5 separate regions of the Mus musculus genome follow, and regions 1, 2, 3 and 5 are each linked to region 4. Evidence: chromatin contacts called from public HiCAR-type, capture Hi-C and promoter capture Hi-C data. All regions are on one chromosome and are shown on one strand. The core of a region is the stretch at or near the end of the contact, and the rest is flanking DNA. Distances in the headings are between cores, read along the strand shown.

Evidence for each region. Promoter capture Hi-C pulls out the DNA fragments that hold promoters and counts their contacts. HiCAR-type assays count read pairs that join an accessible place to other places. Capture Hi-C pulls out chosen DNA fragments and counts their contacts.
Region 1: a capture Hi-C map of embryonic stem cells shows a contact between it and region 4, with 6 times the contacts expected there. The contact joins the promoter of Map3k9 here to the promoter of Dcaf4 in region 4. A contact is called at or near these places in 3 of 39 promoter capture datasets (embryonic stem cells, hippocampal neurons and pre-B cells), 2 of 484 Hi-C or Micro-C datasets (B cells and CD4 T cells), 3 of 115 datasets of contacts at active chromatin or transcription factors (astrocytes, embryonic stem cells and forebrain) and 2 of 9 other capture datasets (embryonic stem cells and liver).
Region 2: a HiCAR-type map of astrocytes shows a contact between it and region 4, with 5 times the contacts expected there. The contact joins the enhancer-like site here to the promoter of Dcaf4 in region 4. A contact is called at or near these places in 6 of 39 promoter capture datasets (the 3T3-L1 cell line, the SN4741 cell line, cranial neural crest and 3 more) and 2 of 115 datasets of contacts at active chromatin or transcription factors (astrocytes and stem cell-derived neural progenitor cells).
Region 3: a promoter capture Hi-C map of liver shows a contact between it and region 4, with 5 times the contacts expected there. The contact joins the promoter of Med6 here to the promoter of Dcaf4 in region 4. A contact is called at or near these places in 1 of 39 promoter capture datasets (liver), 1 of 115 datasets of contacts at active chromatin or transcription factors (embryonic stem cells) and 1 of 9 other capture datasets (liver).
Region 5: a promoter capture Hi-C map of liver shows a contact between it and region 4, with 2.7 times the contacts expected there. The contact joins the enhancer-like site here to the promoter of Dcaf4 in region 4. A contact is called at or near these places in 4 of 39 promoter capture datasets (the 3T3-L1 cell line, hippocampal neurons and liver) and 1 of 115 datasets of contacts at active chromatin or transcription factors (stem cell-derived neural progenitor cells).

The regions. Positions count from the first base shown.
Region 1 is chr12:81,779,413-81,782,804 of GRCm38.p6, reverse strand. It overlaps Map3k9 (mitogen-activated protein kinase kinase kinase 9), which reads left to right and starts at 1,635. Exons shown (of 11, transcript NM_001174107.1): 1 at 1,635-2,315. The coding sequence starts at 1,931. Gm46366 (a long non-coding RNA gene) reads left to right here. Exons shown (of 3, transcript XR_001780649.2): 3 at 256-785.
Region 2 is chr12:81,969,635-81,972,972 of GRCm38.p6, reverse strand. Pcnx (pecanex homolog) reads right to left here. Exons shown (of 36, transcript NM_018814.3): 20 at 1,577-1,727. Among named protein-coding and RNA genes, the nearest start is that of Gm30799, 98 kb to the left of the region's middle. Within about 2 kb of position 1,447, at least 182 of the 459 cell types and tissues checked have an H3K27ac peak or open chromatin away from gene starts, as enhancers often do. A contact at or near this core is called in the SN4741 cell line, astrocytes and stem cell-derived neural progenitor cells, where this site is marked.
Region 3 is chr12:81,593,085-81,596,380 of GRCm38.p6, reverse strand. It overlaps Med6 (mediator complex subunit 6), which reads left to right and starts at 1,373. Exons shown (of 8, transcript NM_001347384.1): 1 at 1,373-1,441. The coding sequence starts at 1,420.
Region 4 is chr12:83,518,640-83,521,980 of GRCm38.p6, reverse strand. Dcaf4 (DDB1 and CUL4 associated factor 4) reads right to left here and starts at 1,515. Exons shown (of 14, transcript NM_030246.2): 1 at 1,364-1,515.
Region 5 is chr12:82,454,205-82,457,800 of GRCm38.p6, reverse strand. No RefSeq gene overlaps it. Among named protein-coding and RNA genes, the nearest start is that of Gm51987, 9.6 kb to the right of the region's middle. Within about 2 kb of position 1,875, at least 18 of the 459 cell types and tissues checked have an H3K27ac peak or open chromatin away from gene starts, as enhancers often do. A contact at or near this core is called in liver, where this site is marked.

The DNA.
Region 1 (3,392 bases), core at 386-2,885, 1.7 Mb after region 4:
GTGCCCATAGAGACCAGTCAAGTATGTCATTTCCCCTGAAGTTACAGGAGGTGCCATAGTGGGGGATGGGAACGGAATCTGGGTCCTCTGGAGAAGTCAATGCTCTCAACCACCAAGCCATCTATCTCTACAGCCCCTCCAGGGTGTGTGTGTGTGTGTTATCTACTTTGTAAGACTCCTTTCTCACACACATGAAAATTTTATTAAATAAAATATTTGTTTAAACACTATTTTCCCTTTCCCATCCTCTTGTAGGCAGAGTGGCTTCTATCAAGAGAATCTATCCAGACTCACGCATGTATTTCCCAGTTTACTGACCCTCCCAGGAATTGAACATGTTAGACCCTCCTATAAACTTGACTGCGTTAGGGGATTTACTTCCGGATCTCCGTCCCCAGGACTGTCTGGATGCTCCTTGAACAGTACCATCTCATCCCTTTCCCAAGACCTTAAATGTGCACAGTGTCTCCCTTTACAATGTAGTCACAGCCCCTTGCAAATCACTGGATGTCCAAAACTAAAACACAGGAGGCTTTTCCCTCCACGGTCTTCACTTCAAGGATAAACAGATGGCACCTGCCCAAGGTCATGTAGCTGCCTCGCTATTTTTTCAAATTGCTCCAGTTTGCCTAATATTAAACTTCAAATTAAAATGAAACAAAAATGGTCTGGTGGGGCACATTGGCACACGCCTGTAATCCCAAGACTTGGGCAGTTGAGGCAGCGAGATAATGAGAGGCCAGTATGGCCTACCCAGTAAGATCTTGCTTCAAAACCACAAATGAGCAAATAAACAATGAAGTACTGACTCTTGTTACACAAATCACATCAATGCCTGTCTTGGAAATACAGTTTGGTAGTTACCATGGCTGAAATATGGAAGCCATTGCTATGACAGGCTTAAAAACATGTAAAAGAGGTTAAGGTCCTTGGGGGTGGTGGCGGCAGGTAACAAAAAGACATAGCATAGGTCAGCCCTTGCCCAAGAATGGCAGGCAGCACCCGCCTTTACTCCTTTAGTCTTTGGAAACTGGGTATCCAGTCACCAGGGTCCTAGATATAGCCAGTTTCACAAGGCAAGCGCAAACTAGCTGGTTCCGCATGACTTCCCGAGCCTGCGGAAGCCCCACTAGGAGACCTCCCCTTTCGGAATTCTAATAACAATGGCCAGGAACTTCTTCTTACAAAGATGAACACAGTCTTCATTAAGGCCAGCAGAGCAATCGAAAGAGTTCTTCCATCGCTAGCCATAAGGTTCCGGGGTGTGAGTGTGTGCGTAGCGGCGACAGTGGACGTAAGCTGGTCCCCGTGGCCAAATAGGGGAACAGCAGATCCATCTGAACCGGGAATTGGCGCAGCCCGTAGGACCAAACGGCGCGGACAAAAGACAGAGGGCTCCGCAGCCCGCTCGGACTGTCCGAACGCACGCTGGGTCTCACCTTCGGGAGCCACCCAATGAGGTCTCAGCCACCCTCAGGAGACGGACAGCCGCGGCGGGCCAATGGGAGGATGGGTTGGCTGTGGAGGCGGGCCCATCCTGGAGGCCCCGCCCCCGGGTCCGCAGGGCTGGGGCGGAGCCAGGCTCGCGTCAGGTGGTCCCGGGCGTGCGGGAGGCGGGGCGCACGGGGCGGGGAGGGGAGGGAGCGGCCAGCGGGCGGCGGGCACGGGCGGCACGAGCAGGTGGGAGCCGCCGAGGGGCGAGGCCGCCCGCGGGGGCGCCAGGCGGCCGGGACTGCGCCGCGCCCCTGTCCGCGGTGCGCGCTCGCGGTGCGCACCGGGCGTCCTCGACTCTCGCGCGCCCAGCCTGCTCGGGCCCTACCTGCGGCGGCCGTCGGGGGCGCGGAGCCCCCAGCGCTGCCGAGCCGCATGAACAATAGGCGGCGGCGGCTCCCGCGGGCGGCCGCCCCGCACCCTATGGACCAGCCGCTCCATGGAGTCCTCCAGATCGCTTCTCGGCTGCCTGGCGAGTGCCACTGCCGCCCCGCCGGGGGACGATGCCACGGGCGCTGGGGCCGAAGAGGAGGAGGACGAGGAGGAGGCGGCGGCCGAGCTGGGATCTCACGCCGCGCTGCCCTACTGGACGGCTGTGTTCGAGTACGAGGCGGCGGGCGAGGACGAGCTGACCCTGCGGCTGGGCGATGTGGTAGAGGTGCTGTCCAAGGACTCGCAGGTGTCCGGCGATGAGGGCTGGTGGACCGGACAGCTGAACCAGCGGGTGGGCATCTTCCCCAGCAACTACGTGACCCCGCGTAGCGCCTTCTCCAGCCGCTGCCAGCCGGGCGCCGAGGACCCCAGCTGCTACCCGCCCATTCAGCGTAAGAAGGCGGGCACCGGTGCCCGGTGGGGACGGGGGGCTGAGGCCTAAGGATGGGCGAAGAGCAGTCCCGAGTGGGGAGCGACTGGCCCGGGCATGGGTGGGCACTTTGGCTGCAGGGGCTTTAGCTGGTGCTACCCAGAAGCTCCAGAGTCGCAGGCCCTGCCTGGAACACCGGGCTTCTTCACCGTCATCTGACTCGCTCAAGTAGCAACTCTTGAAACCCTAGCAGGAGTCTCCTTACGTCCCAACCCCTTACCCCCCCCCGCCCCCCCCGCCCCTTGTGCCCCTCCAGATCTGGAAGGGTTTTGGAGAGCAGGTGGTTACTGTCACCAGTAACCTTAGTTCCCTAATCAAGGACCCGGCGGACCTTTTCTGTTTCTTGTCTCCGCCTCTTAAAGGTATTTGTCTAGAGAGGAGTGGAGGTGCCTCCCGCCTGCCTGGGCAGGTTCACAAGTCCCGGAAGCGTGTGTGAACTCAGGAGTCAGGTGCCTTTGAAATCTCGTGTTGGTTTCTTGGGTTCTCGTACTGTATTTCAAAGTTGTACCCTGAGGAATCTTGCCGAATATTATGTTAGGAAAGGTGTGTACAAGGGGAGGGGGCAAAGTTATGAGTGGAGAAATAATTAGAGGGAGAAAGTATGTCTGTCCCTCGTGGGAGTTCAGGATCAGCAGGTACAGTGGCTAAGTCCTTGTCCCATACAGCCATACTGTTCACACAACACATTTTTTTTTTCCACCCTAGATCCTTGCCTATATTTGGCATTGGCCAAATCTCAGGGGCCAGGACCAGGGTTCCCTCCCAGGGCCTTTCTCCCTGTGTCCTGGTTTTCACCAATTTCCCAGGAACCGTTCCATGTTCCTAGCAAAACCCACCCACTCTCTCTCTCTCTCTCTCTCTCTCTCTCTCTCTTTCTTTCTTTCTTCCTTTCTTTCTCTTTCTTTCTTTCGAGTTAAATTGCCATTGTAATTTCTTAATCACTTGTATATTCTTGATTGGTTTAGAAGATGGCAGTCTCTCTAAGTGCAGTTTATAGCGTTTAAGAATTTCCATAATTCCAGTTAGAAGGCATTCTTAC
Region 2 (3,338 bases), core at 198-2,697, 1.5 Mb after region 4:
AAATACACAGTTTCTGACCTAGACATAACTCATACTTGGCTAACTTTACTTTTATAAGCTGTTGTGTAAAGCTACGTGTCACCCCGGGGCCTTAGCACATAGGAGCCAACTGTTCACCATGCACCCGCATCTCCAGCATTTCATTTCTTGAGATCTTATTTTTCACTATAATTTTTCTCATTTTCTACATTTGTATATAGGAAAAGTTGCTAAAGGTTCTCGGGCTGTACTCAATCCTAGATAAGTAAGCGCTACTAAAGCACCTGACTTCTCAATAGGAAAGTCTATGCTCTAGATGCACACACTCATAGTTTACAGTCACCCAGCTTATAAGGCGTTTCTTCACTAGTGGCATATGGTGGTTAAGGTGGTAAGCTCTTTGGCTCTCTAAAAGCACTACGCCAGGCTGCTAGGCAGTCTTTACATTTCTAATATCAGTACAAAGAAAAAACCAAAACACCCCCCAAAACAAAACAAAACCAGTTTAGTTCTATAGTTCAGTATTTTCAAGAAGTCAAAAATGTTATGGCAATTCAAAATCTGTAAACATTTTAGACTGATTAAAGCAACCAATAAAACTATTGATTTTAAAAATGAACTATTTGGTATATTTATATATAAAAGTGGGAAATGCTTCATCATAGAAAAGCAAACCAGAGCCTGTCTCTGTGGGCTACGTTTCCGGTGCAGAGGCTGGCAGCACCAGCCTCACAGTCTCCTTTAGTTTCCCTTACTAAAAGGTCTCCAGAGCATCGTCCCACTCTCTGCTCATTAGTATTCGGTGGCCTCTCCAGCGTCCAGGCTGTGGGCAGCACCAGGACCACACGGCTTCAGTCAGGTTCATTAAGAGGCCCATTGTGAGAACAGAAAGTCAACTCTGCTACAGCTTCAAAGGCTTCAATGTTCTTCAAAAATATCAACTCATACTCAAATGACTGGCTGAGTCACCCTCTTCACAGTACTTCACTCAAGTCCAAGGAGGAAAGCTTGCTACATTCAGTCACTTGTGTGTAGCACAGCCCGTCACAGGACCAACGGACAAGGAAGAGTGAGTCAGAGTTTACAGTGGAGGGAGAAGCTGGCTGAATGGACAGGCCTTCCTCTCTTCTCCAGTCACTTCACTGCTTACCCAGATCTGAGCAGAAATTACAGAAAGGACTGTCACTACTGTTCTTAAGTAAGACAGTGTTTCTTGTGGCATAAGGGACAAAGGCCTTCCTTCCTTCCTTATGCTTAAATTAAAACCTTTCAAATGGAGGACTGGATGGGGACTGAGCTGCTTGTATACTGATTAGGGAGAAGATGGATCGGGGACGTTAGAGAAGTCACACGCCAGACACACTAGGGACAGGTGTGAGAGGTAGAGCAGGAAGTGTAGGTCTACTCTCGGAAGACGGCCTGGGAGCACAGCTGCTGCTCTTTTAGCAGAAGACAGTGCCCTGCAGGCGACACTTCACCGGAAGCTTCAAACCCACTGCAAGAAGCCAGAGCTAAAGCGTGACTCAATGCTGTCTGCTTAACTCACCACGGGCATACCAGAGTGGGCAGAGCCCGAGGGCGGCAGAGACATACTCACTTCGGACTTCATACTGACTGTGCTCGGCTGTCCTCAGCAGAGGCCGGGAGAAGCAGTGCCAGGGGAGCTGCTTCCTCACCTGAGGCAGCACATAATGGGTTACAAGCCCCACAACACCAACCAGCGCGTACAGCACGTACTTGAGAGCAGGCTGAAAGACAGACAGAGTTCAGGGCGAGAGGAGGTGAGGAGCCCTCGCTGGCTTCATGACCAGCTTCCACTTTTTTTGGTTTCAGTTTTCATCCAATAATGAGGAACAGTAAAGTTAATCTTAGAATCAAACAAAACAAAATTTGTTTCTGTATTTGTAGGGTTTTGTTTTTGTTTTTTTTTCCTGCCTAAATAAGCCACCACTGTTAACTGACTGCCCTTACACATATCTGAAGCATGGTAACTACTTTGGTGTCTGACACTACATTCAATGAAAGTAGCTAGAATTGTTGCTTCCTGCTCCAAGAATGTTCTCCATCACTGTCTGAGCTAGTGAAGGTAAAGGCCATGAGCTAGGTCCTGGAGGAAGAGCAGGATGAGGAGCACGTCTTTGTACGCTGTGCTGTGAGAGGCAGGTCCCTGCACGATCAGATTCACAGCAGGAGGAATCAACACCATTTCTTCTGATATTAACACCAAGAGCCATATACATCTAAAACTCTAGGCCCACTGAGACATGAACGAGTGTCCAGCTGTACCCTGAGGAACACTGGCCCTTATCTCACTTTAAGTGTTCAGGAATGCAAGTTGAAATTGGAAAGAAGAAAAACAAGCAAACATGCTTAACAATATTAAATAATCGAGTGAGCCTTTGCTTCTGGCTCAGTGGAGTAACAGAGACTTACCCTCCCGTAGGAAAGAACCAAAATCAAATACAACCCGCGACCCAGTGGTTTGTATTAGGCAAGATTTACAGAAATAAGCCTATGCCCAGAAGTAAGGAACCAAGGAGGGGATTGTGCTGGCCCTGCTCACAGCTCCAAGAGAGGGCTAGGAACTGGGAGGACAGGGAAACCACAGGGGAGACCCTTGAGATCTGTAGGCGGTCTGAGGAGCAAAGAACCACAGGAGGACAACAAAGCACACAACACAAGGCCTCACAGGGCCGGGAGAGCGCCTTCCCCACAAGCTAGCCTGGGGAAGCTCAAGGTCACATACACCAAGCAGAGGCCTAAGGGTGCCCATCCCTACTTATTTACAAGGAGATCCAAATGTGGTCTAGCTAAACTTGGCCCCGTTCCACCTCATAAACTGCTTTAACCAAAACCAAGACCTGAGGGGATCAAGATATTAAGAGATTAAGACTATCTAGGGACCATGTTCAAGTACTTCTGGAAATACAGAACTTAATACCTAAAAGGGCAAATTTCCACTGTTGGCATCCACTTAAAAATTTTCCATAGGGTTCTCTGAATGCATTCAAGACCATAGCGGGATGTGCTGAACTGATGTCCAGTACTGTTAGCCTGGCTAACAACCCAAGTCTGGGCTGAGGTAGTAGACCCATGCAGGAGATGTGTTTCTGTGGTTAACTACACTGACTGCCTTCTAAATACCTCTCTGCTCACACCTTAGACAGAGCCTGAAGCAGGGAAGCCTATTCTTACAATGAACAGAGTGAACACAGACACTGCCCAAAATGTAGAAAAAAGCCACAGATTTTGGCCCAACTCTAAGCAAGTAACTTTACCACCATCTAAACCTCAGCGAGCAGTGTGCGAGGAGAGTGGGAACTGAGGAAGGGCTAGGAATGTGAAACGCTTTCGGTCAG
Region 3 (3,296 bases), core at 124-2,623, 1.9 Mb after region 4:
TGTGTGTGTGTGATGTATTTATTATGCTGAGAATTTAAAATGTGGAATTCTTTGATCTGTGAGTCGAAAAGTCCCAGTTAAATTAATGGTTCTCCTGCCTTGTTTGTGGATTCTGGTTACATGCTGGGGGAGCCTAGGTAGTCCTTAGTTTTGTGAATTTAGGTTCCTTCCTTCAGGTTTTGGGGTTCTCCTCTCAGTTTCTGTATCTTGTTTGTAAGCATCTCCATCATTTTGCTTTTAGAAAACCACACTAGAGACAGAACGTTCTGTTGTGGGTTTCTATGGCTTCCTCACATCACAGAATTGTTCCCTGCCTTCAAGTGTTTAGACACTACTCAAGGAATTCCTCTTCTCTCTCTCTCTCTCTCTTTTTTGTTGTTGTTTTTTCGTTCCTTTTCTCTCATTTAAAAATTTTATTTATTGATTTATTTATTTATTGATTTATTTATTTATTTATTTATTTATTTATTTATTTATTTATTTATTTATTTATTTTGAGACAGGGTTTCTCTGTATAGCCCTGGCTGTCCTGGAACTCACTTTGTAGACCAGGCTGGGATTAAAGGCATGCGCCACCACGCCCAGTTCCTTTTCTCTTTTTAATCTTGTTAATAATTCACCCCTGAATTCCCTTCCTATCTCTTGAAATTTAGTCATAAAATGCTACAGGTTTTTAACTGGTTTAGGTTTTTAGTTGGTTCAATAACAGGAATAACAAAGTCTCTTGATTTTCTCTGCTTGAGATAAGGTGAAAAACGGAGCTCCTAAGTCTAACAGTTTGTTTTTATACTCATGAGGTTTTTAAAAATACTGTCTCTGTGTGTAGTCCAGGCTGGCCCCAAATTTGTTATGCACTTGGCTCTGCCTCCTGAGAGATGGGATTACAAGTGAAAGCCTTGGTTTAGAGAATTTTAGAATGTTAGTAGTGAGCACGAGGCAGCGCTCTGTTTAACCTCTTTACTTGTAAATGAAATTACTTTCCCCACTGTTTGGGCCTAACGCTTTGCTTATTTTTTGTTTGTTTGTTTTGTTCTGGCTCTGTTACTACAACCTCTGCCAGCTGCAGTTTGGCATCTAAGCGAGGGGGTCATTCTTTATCTTCTTACTCCACAGGTCTACAGGCCCCGCCTTCCCTGCGCCATCCTTCTGCGTGTCCCAATCCCCTCCCCTCCCCGCCGCCACCCTGTGACACGCCTTCTTCTTTCCCGCCCGTGTCCAACGACCAAAGCTCAACCCGGCTCCACCCACTTTAGGTCTCATCCCCGCCCCCAAACACTTTTTTTTTTTCCTGCCGCCGCGCTCCGCGTGAATACTTTTGACCTCCCCGCTAACCGTACGGCCGGCAGCCTCCGCTTCCGTCGCGGTAGTCATCGCCTTTACTGTGCGCCGGAAGGAGGCTCTTATAGCGCTTTTGGAATTATGGCGGCGGTGGATATCCGAGGTAATTAATTTTATGCTCCCCTTACCAGATTGTGGTTTACTGGGGTTTCATAGCTTGCGGAAGTCAGCGTTACCCTCTTTTGTGAGGTCTCTCAAGTTCTTCTGAGTGGCTCCTGGATACCCTAAGGCTCTAATCTAACGAAAAGGGGTCGCGCTTTCCCGTTTTCTGACGAGTCTCTTTAAAAGGGTAGATGCGGAAAAACTAGAAACAATTTAGGGGTTTCTCTCACAATGCTGGGCGTTATGTCGGGGCGAAGGGATAGCTTTTCGGAAGAGAGAAGTGGAATAAGATAAGGGCTGATCCCACCTTATGGGTCCCCGGACAGAAATCCCCGTCTTCTTATTAATAATTTTAAATTTTAGCCTATAATACCTTTCACTTATCATTCATTCAGTGGTTGCCTTCGGCAAGCTGAGCAGTAGAGGTATATTTTCATTGAGTAAGAATAAATAAATGAATGGAGACTCAACCTCTTACTAGCTTCTTGGTCGGGTAGCATTTTGTTTAGCAGTTTGTTTTTGCTTGTGTATATTTCATTCTTCCTCTTGGCAATTTCATACATGTACATAGTGGATTGCTTATTACTTAGATTTGTTAGCGTAATTGTAATGTGTCTGGTGTTTAGAGGAATGGCAGAGAAGCTGGCATAGGGAGGAGATGTAGAAGAGAAGATCTGGAAAGATAAATGTGAGAGAACAGTCAACAGGGACGGCATATTCTGACTTTGTCTTTTTTTTTTTTCATTTACGCATTTCTTTACTAGATCATTTTAGCTGCTGACAGTAGTGTAAAAGTCAGGGATAGAATTAGAAACAAAAAAAGGAAAACAAAACGAAACCAGGGCTTTTCTGGGATGGACAGAAATTAGAGGTAGCTTGGAAGAGTGATGACTGCATTAGTGAGAAGGTTAAATCTGCTTGGTTTTTGGTATATTCTGTTTATGAAGTGATCACAACTTACCTTTTATTTTCAGACTTGACTTTTCATTTCAGTTTTTGTAGATGAATGTCCATGGATACATGAGGCTGTTTAAATTGATTGAGATCTGTGAATAATAAAGTAAGTCATACTTGCCTTGACCTTCAGGCATGGATTGGAAGCATTTAGTGATTATTATGCTCATTCCTGATGAATAAAAACTCACAATTTAGTGGGAGCAGATTATCTGTGATTCTGGTTATGGAATAAGAATTAGTAATAAGGGGGCTAGAGAGATGGCTTAGCGGGTTAAGAGTACTGATTGCTCTTCAGAGATCCTGAGTTCAAATTCCACCAACCACATGGTGGCTCACAACCATCTGTAATGGGATCTGATGCCCTTTTCTGGTCTGTCTGAAGATAGCCACAGTGTACTTGCAATTATAAAATAAATTAATTTAAAAAAAGAATTAGTAATAAAAGTATATAAATTTGCCATGAGAACAGAGAAAATGCCACCATTACTACTGTAACAGTTATTGGGTTACAGTGTGCCAAGCATTTAATGTGCATAATATTGTATGTATAATTATAGATCTTACCTACCTACCAATGGTTAGTTAATAGATATGGACATGAAATGGTTATGCCTGGTAATGGCAGAAAGATAAAACTTTTTTAAGGAAAAAGTTATCGTTTCCTAAAGCAGCTAAAAGAAATGTACATTTTATGGTAAATGGAATTGTTAGTAGGATTAGGAAATTTAAATCATAGTCGTGGTTTTCCCTGTGTTGCTCTTCATTAGCAAAGATGCCTTTTTCCAAAAACATTATTTCCTGGTTTTATATATTGTGACTTTACCCATATATATTTGTGTGTATACACACACACATACACACACACACACATATATATAAATGGTTGGTATTATTTTTGT
Region 4 (3,341 bases), core at 266-2,765:
AGTTGCCCCCTAACCTTCACTTACACACATACATTATACATACACACAAATACACAACCATAATAAGCTAACCCTACTACACAGCATGGAAACCGAGGCTTATAGAACTAACAATACCTGACTAACAAAGTCGCATTAGAGATACAGGAGCATCCTGCACTTGTAGGCTCCATCAGCCAAAAGACACCACCTCGATTACTTTCCACTGTTATCGACAACTGGATTTCCAGGTCGTGGGATTTTTGTCTTCTCCGAGTAGCTGACTTGGAGTTGTTAGTTGTTTTGTTTTATGTTTTTCTTCTTACTGCCTTGCTCCACACACAAGGCTGTGTCTGGTCATCCAAGGTGGAGGGAGTTGTGGCGCTCCCCAAAGTCACTAGAACTGGTGTGGAAAGGCTTCGTTTCTCACTAACACCCATCTTACTGTGGCAGGGAATGGAGGCTGGTCCACATCTGGGCTTCCTAACTTTTCCAAATACCAGCCTGCACACAACCTCAGGCAAGCCACCACGTAACCTCTCTTTCTGTGTCTTATAAAGATACCGCTAGGGTTGGAGAGATAGCTCAGCAGTTAAGAGCACTTGCTGTTCTTCAGAGTTCAGGAGCTCACAACGTCTCAAATTACAGTTTCAGGAGTTTGACACATTTGGGTCTCTTGGATCTTCCACAGACACATGTAAGCACACACACCCACATACACAATTAAAAATAAAAGCTCTTTTAAAAGGTGTGTGTGTGTAGATGTCTTAGTGGTTAAGAAAGCTGAGGACCCAGGTTCAAATCCTAGCACCCCGCAGGGCGGCTCACGATCATCCAGCTGGAGGAGATCTCACTGATCTCTTCTGGCCTCCCTGAACACCAGGCTTGTTCGAAGTACACTCATGTATGCACGCCAAATATCCACATACATAAAAGAAGCCTTTAAAAAAAAAAAAAGCAAAATCCCAGCACTTGGGAGGCAGAAGGCGGATTTCTGAGTTCAAGGCCAGCAGCCTGGTCTACAGAGTGAGTTCCAGGACAGCCACGGCTACACAGAGAAACCCTGCCTCGAAAAACCAAAAAACAAAAAAACCAAAAACATAAACTTCCAAAATTTATACCATAAAGTACTATTGGCCTCCTGGCCTCGTGTTTCTTCACAGCCCAAATTTCAACAGAGGCAGAGGTCTACTGCAGGCTGGACTCTGCAAGGGGATCCTGGGGACGCCGCAGGACTCGCCAGGTCCTGGCCCACGCCCACTCCGGCCTTGTATGGCACGCTCACTCCTCCTGCCTTCAGCCTTGCCTTCTCTGTCCTCTGCGTGGGTACAGCGGCACCCTCCGTCGGCGCCCAGATGCACGCCACGCATGGGAACAGCCTTACCTGCACAGATGGTCCTCTCAGCTACGACACTTCTGGGCTGGAGCACCCAGGGGCGTGCAAAGATCCGGAAAGACCCTCATGTTGTGTTGTCGCACCCCATAGGACTAAAGCGGCCGGTTCTTTCTTCTCATTGAATTAGGCTTCTGCCTGTCCATGTCAGTAGGGGCGGTCTTTACGGAGGGCGGGACTTAGGATTTCCGCCTTGTCCTGGTCGAGCGTGCCCGGGCTTGGCACGCTTAGGGGCGGGGTCTGATGCGCTTTGGGGCGGGGCTAGAGATTGCTACCGCCTCCTCAGAGTCCCTGGTACTCTCTTGACAGTGAGTCTTCCTTCTTACTGCGGATCATATCCCGAGAAATTTCTCTCGGCTTGGAGCTGGTACACAGGCCCGAGTTAACACTGATATGTGAGAGAGGGAAGATGATTGTTTTGTGGAAAGAGCAAAGGAGACTCTGAGGAGGAAAGCGAAAAAGACTTTGGGACGCAGTTGCCGGTGCCGGGAGGCTCCTTGAATCTAGGTCAGGTTGTTTCCTCCTTGCTATGTGACCTAAGGTGTGCTTATCACTTCTCTGGGCCTTAATTTCTTCCACTGTAACAAGAAAGTTGAACAAATATTGTCAATGATCTCCAGCCCAAAGTTTGTACAGGTAATATTTCTAGAATGGTACACGTGTGCCTTGGTCAGAAAACCACCCCAGAGTACCACTGCAAAGAAGACGGAGTTTGTAACAGGTCAGAAGTGATAGTAGTGAGAGCAGAATGGGTTCAAATAGGTCAGGCTAAGTGGGGACCACCAACAGCCTTGATCTTAATTGCATTTGGAGAACAGAATCCCTTCCTGAGATTCATTGTGTGCGGTGCTCGCCCAGGCTCCTGATGCTGGACCGCTAGAAGCTAGCTATTAGTGATCATAGATGTGGGCCTATGAAAACACTTCAGCCTGTAGCAAGTTTACAGACGTGTGCAGGGATATGCAGAGTGCTAGGTTCTGAGGGAAACGAGAGAAGTGAGCACTACTGCTTCCCGGAGCTTGAACTGCCAGAAAAGGACAAAGCAGACTTCAAAGAAGATGTGGCTGGAAGCCTGTTTCAGCTACTGGTTGGACTGGCTGTGAGGACCTTGGAATCTTTAGCAAAGTGGTTGAGGCTGGAGAACAGCCTCAGAGGCATGGAAAACCATGGGACCTCAGAGACTGGAGCCTTGTTGGGTAAAGCTGTGGGCAGATGGGAGACATAACAATAGGAGAATCTCTGACCTGAATTCTGGGAGGAGGAAGGCAGGATTTGTAAACTGAAGCCTTGAGGACCCTGGAGGACTGAGGAGGAGGGGGGAGGAGGAGGCGGCCATGGGAGGCTTGTGAAGGATTGGCAAACAGGCAGCTGACTGACCCCATTGACAGGATTCACTGAATTCCCACCATGGGAACTGGGTGGACACCAGTTTTGCCTTGGAAACCTGTAATATACACTCACTTCACAAAGGAACCATGGTCAGAAGCAAGTCAAGCGGCATGGCCCGACTCTGTTTTCTCTCAGGTAAAGTGAGGGTAGAAAGTAATGCTGAAAAAGGAAGTCCTGAAGAGTAAAGGCTATGTATGACCCCAAATCAGGTGCTTGGCTTATGGCTTCCAGTGACTAAGCAGCCAGAGTTACAAATTTAACTCGGTGTCTAGATAGTGTATAATATCCAGAGGTGAAAGGAAGCCACACACACACACCACCACCACCACCACCACCACCAATTCAAAATAAAATGAAAAACAAAACAGCACTTGGAAGGCAGAGGCAGGTGGATTTCTGAGTTCAAGGCCAGCCTGGTCTACAAAGTGAGTTCCAGGACAGCCAGGGCTATAGGGCTGTACAGAGAAACCCTGTCTCCAAAAATAAATAAATAAATAAATAAACCAAAACAAAAACGAAAACCAAAGCTTGCATCCAGGTCTTGGAGAGTTGGCTCAGTATTTAAGAGCACTGGCTACTC
Region 5 (3,596 bases), core at 626-3,125, 1.1 Mb after region 4:
TCTTGAGCCCCATAACACTTGACTGACACCCCTTGTGGTGTAAGCACGCTGCTGTACGCAACAGTTTTATGCTCACTCAACACACACTAGGCTATGCTTTGTTGAACTAAATCGCGTGGTATAGCGTGATTTATGATCCAAAAGTCAGATATTTGTCTTCATTTGGGTGGTCTTTCTGAACACTCTCCTCTAGCCCTCCCCCTCCCCCAATCACATTGTCCATGACAGCTCTGTCCTTCAAGCTGTCCCTCTTACCAAAGCTTCCCCCTAGTGTTTACAGGGGAAGCCTCTCCTCCCCTCTAAGGCCCCATCATGTTGTCTCTAAAACCACCCAGCCTCCATTAGGGCGAGTCCCTCCCCGGCTCCTCATAGAGCTCATGAATGGTGGCTGTGCAGCAGAGCCTTCCCAAAGCCAACCACCACCCGCTCGTTTCTAACAGGAGCCCCAGCCTCTGTGACCTCTAGAGCTGTCCTGAAATTGGACAGGAAGGTCTTTCTCTGTAATAAAATGCAAGTGGGGGACATCATCTGTCTGAGACAGCATCTCCCACAAGATGTCACTAACCCCCAATCCTCTAGTATTTAGGGACGGTCTCCATCAGCATTTCTGTCTCTCCACTACCCGCCATGACCGTCCAATGGCATTGATACTGTCCATTTAGGTTCCGCACGACCAGGCTGTGCAAGGGAGAATGTGGTTTCGCAGTGGTGCTTTCAATATGCTCCACATCATTAGCTAGTTTGCTGGAAGTGATTTGACCTCTCAAGGCCTCAGCTTCTATAAATGGGGACATTCGTAGTCCTCATCCTGTCACAGGGCTGCTGTGAGGACTCATTGGGATAATATATGTAAGTGGTTCTACCCTTAATACATATTTTATAGGATAATATTTTATGATGGCGAACTCAGAAATCATGTCGTTGTAGCAATAGTTGGGGAGATTGAGATGTTTTGTTCTGGTGACTAAACATTTAGAAGAACTGTTGTTTTCCAAGGTTTCAATGATTGTCACCTGGGGAGATAAAGTTGGCTGTGTGGATACAGTGTGAAGTAATGGGCTTGTTAAAAATTAAAGGGAAGGGAGTTTTCTCAAAATCAAAAGGACTTAAGAAAATAAATAGGGGCTGAGAAAATGGCTCAGTTGAATTCAGTCCCCAGAGTCCACGTGACAAAGCTCAGAGTTGTGGCCTGAGCTTATAAGGCCTAGGGAGGGGGAGACAGGTGGATCCTAGTGGGGGATGGGGAGGCTCACAGCCTGTTTTGTGACACAGCTCTAGAGCAGTAAGAGACCAGCATCAATCATCAATCAATCAATCAATCAATCAGTAAATAAGCAGTGGTTAGTACCTAAGGAATGACACCCAAGGTTAATATCCTGACCATCACCTCCATGCACATAGATATGTGTACACACCAACACACATTTGTACATATGTGAGTGTACACACACACACACACACACACACACACACACACACACACACACACACACACACAATCAGCAGGTATAACGCGCAGCCTCAGGCAGTGGTGAGCTTCTGTCACTGGACATATCCCACAGGTGGCCGGACATGGAACAGGTCAGTAAAGAGGTAACGAAATCAGACAGGGCAGAACTGAGTGACCGATCTTTTCCAGTCCTAATTCCGACTCATGATTCTAAGGGTTAGGAGAGTCAGGGTCCAGTAAAGATAAGAGAGGAAATGGTATCTCTGTCAACTGGCTTCAAGGCTAACCCTTGACCCCCAAGCTCAGAGACCACCCTAAATCCATCGACCTTGGAAACAGAAATCTAGTTGCTGTGCCTTTAAGTCACTGATATTTGCCTCCAGGGTGACAAAGGTCAGGGCTGGATTGTCTTTCACACTGAAATCATTAACTTGCAGTGAGCAAGGGGCCTATGCCCACACCCTCCCCCGACCCCAACAGTCCACCCTCACTACCTGTCCACCTAGCCTGGCTCCTGCAGCACCTGCTGTCTCATTTACAGCCCATGCTACATAGGCATAGCCTCGTTACTTTGAAATGTGCCTACAATGGGTTTATCTTTGCACCAACAAAGAGTTGGGTAAGCATATTTATGGTCTAAGATTGCAGCGGTTAAGCTTCTTTCTTAGAATACTCATAAGCGCTTTAGAAAAATTACCAGGTCAGTTACAAATCCATCCTACCTTTTCAGGGAGGCAAAAGACTGAAGGACCACCTCCCAGCAACTACTGGGAGAATCTAGTTTGCTATTTAAGTTGCCATGAAACTTCCTTAACCATATTTTCTCTGAGTCTTACACTCCCAGGAACTTAGGCCTGGGAAGGTCAGCGTGTGTATACCTGTGTTTCATGTGATGGCTTGGGACAGGAAATAACTTCCTTGGGTTTGTTAGTGTGATCCAGGGTACATGGAATCAGATTTATTCTTTTTTTTTTTTTTTTTTTTTTTCAAGACAGGGTTTCTCGGAATAGCCCTGGCTGTCCTGGAACTCACTTTGTAGACCAGGCTGGCCTCGAACTCAGAGATCCTCCTGCCTCTGCCTCCCGAGTACTGGGATCAAAAGCGTGCACCACCACCCACCACGCCCGGCTCAGATTTATTCTTGACACATAGGTTCCTTGGATGTGTGTGATGAGCTGAGAGTCCTTACAGCACATTCCTCCTGAGCCACTTATGTTTGTAAAGGAAGTCTGATTGTATTCCTCTTGTCACTGTGGGGTTCCCTTCTTGGATGTTGAATTGGGAAATAGAGACCCTCGGTATGCTAACAAGGTCTCAGCTGCATGGAAAGATGCGCCCACTGAAAGCAGAGTCACCAGTAGGATGTGTGGGTACGCTTATCTACAGATGCTCAGAGTTGCTGGGGGTCACCTGGGTTGAAGATGGGTCATGAGAAGACCACACTGAAGGGAAAGATGAGCTGTGAATGGTTAGAGGCAGGGCTGTGAGGGCTGGCTGAGGTGCCGAAGAGACACAATGATACAGGTTCACTGAGAGTAATGGAAGGAAACCCGGAGAGGTGCCTGTTCATAGGATTGGAAGCTAGGGTGATAAAGGGGTAATGGGAGAAGGGGAAGGTGAGAGGTTCGTTTGGCTCTGTGCTGACTCACATACACAAAGGCAAGACGGGCAGTGTCTGAAATGAAAGGATGTGGATCCGGAAGGGCGGAGTCCAGGAAGAACAGTGCAGAGGGAAGGGCCACAAAGGACCAGTGTTGTAGGGATGATAATCATCTCAGTAAAGACAGCCAGTGCCTTAGCTTAGCATCTCTGAGCCAAACTTTGTGTAGAGGATACAGAGGATAAACAGTGTCTTCCCCGCTTCTCCTCTCTGGCCAGAGGCAGAGGAAATGGGCTTATTGTACAGAGGGAATATTTGGGCAAAGGTTTCTAGATGTAGGCCAGGTCTGAGGGCAGCTGTAAAACTCCCTGGAAAACTGTGCTCTTGGATCGTCCGGCGATTACAGCAAGCTGATTTCAGAATTGGCCTCCAGGAATTCAATACTCCCAGCCTGGAAGCCTCTCACCCAGTGTCTATACCTCTCTGGGGCCAGCTGCTGAGGGCCTGGCTCAGGAGCTCAACTGCTACCCTGGGTCCCACTTTTCT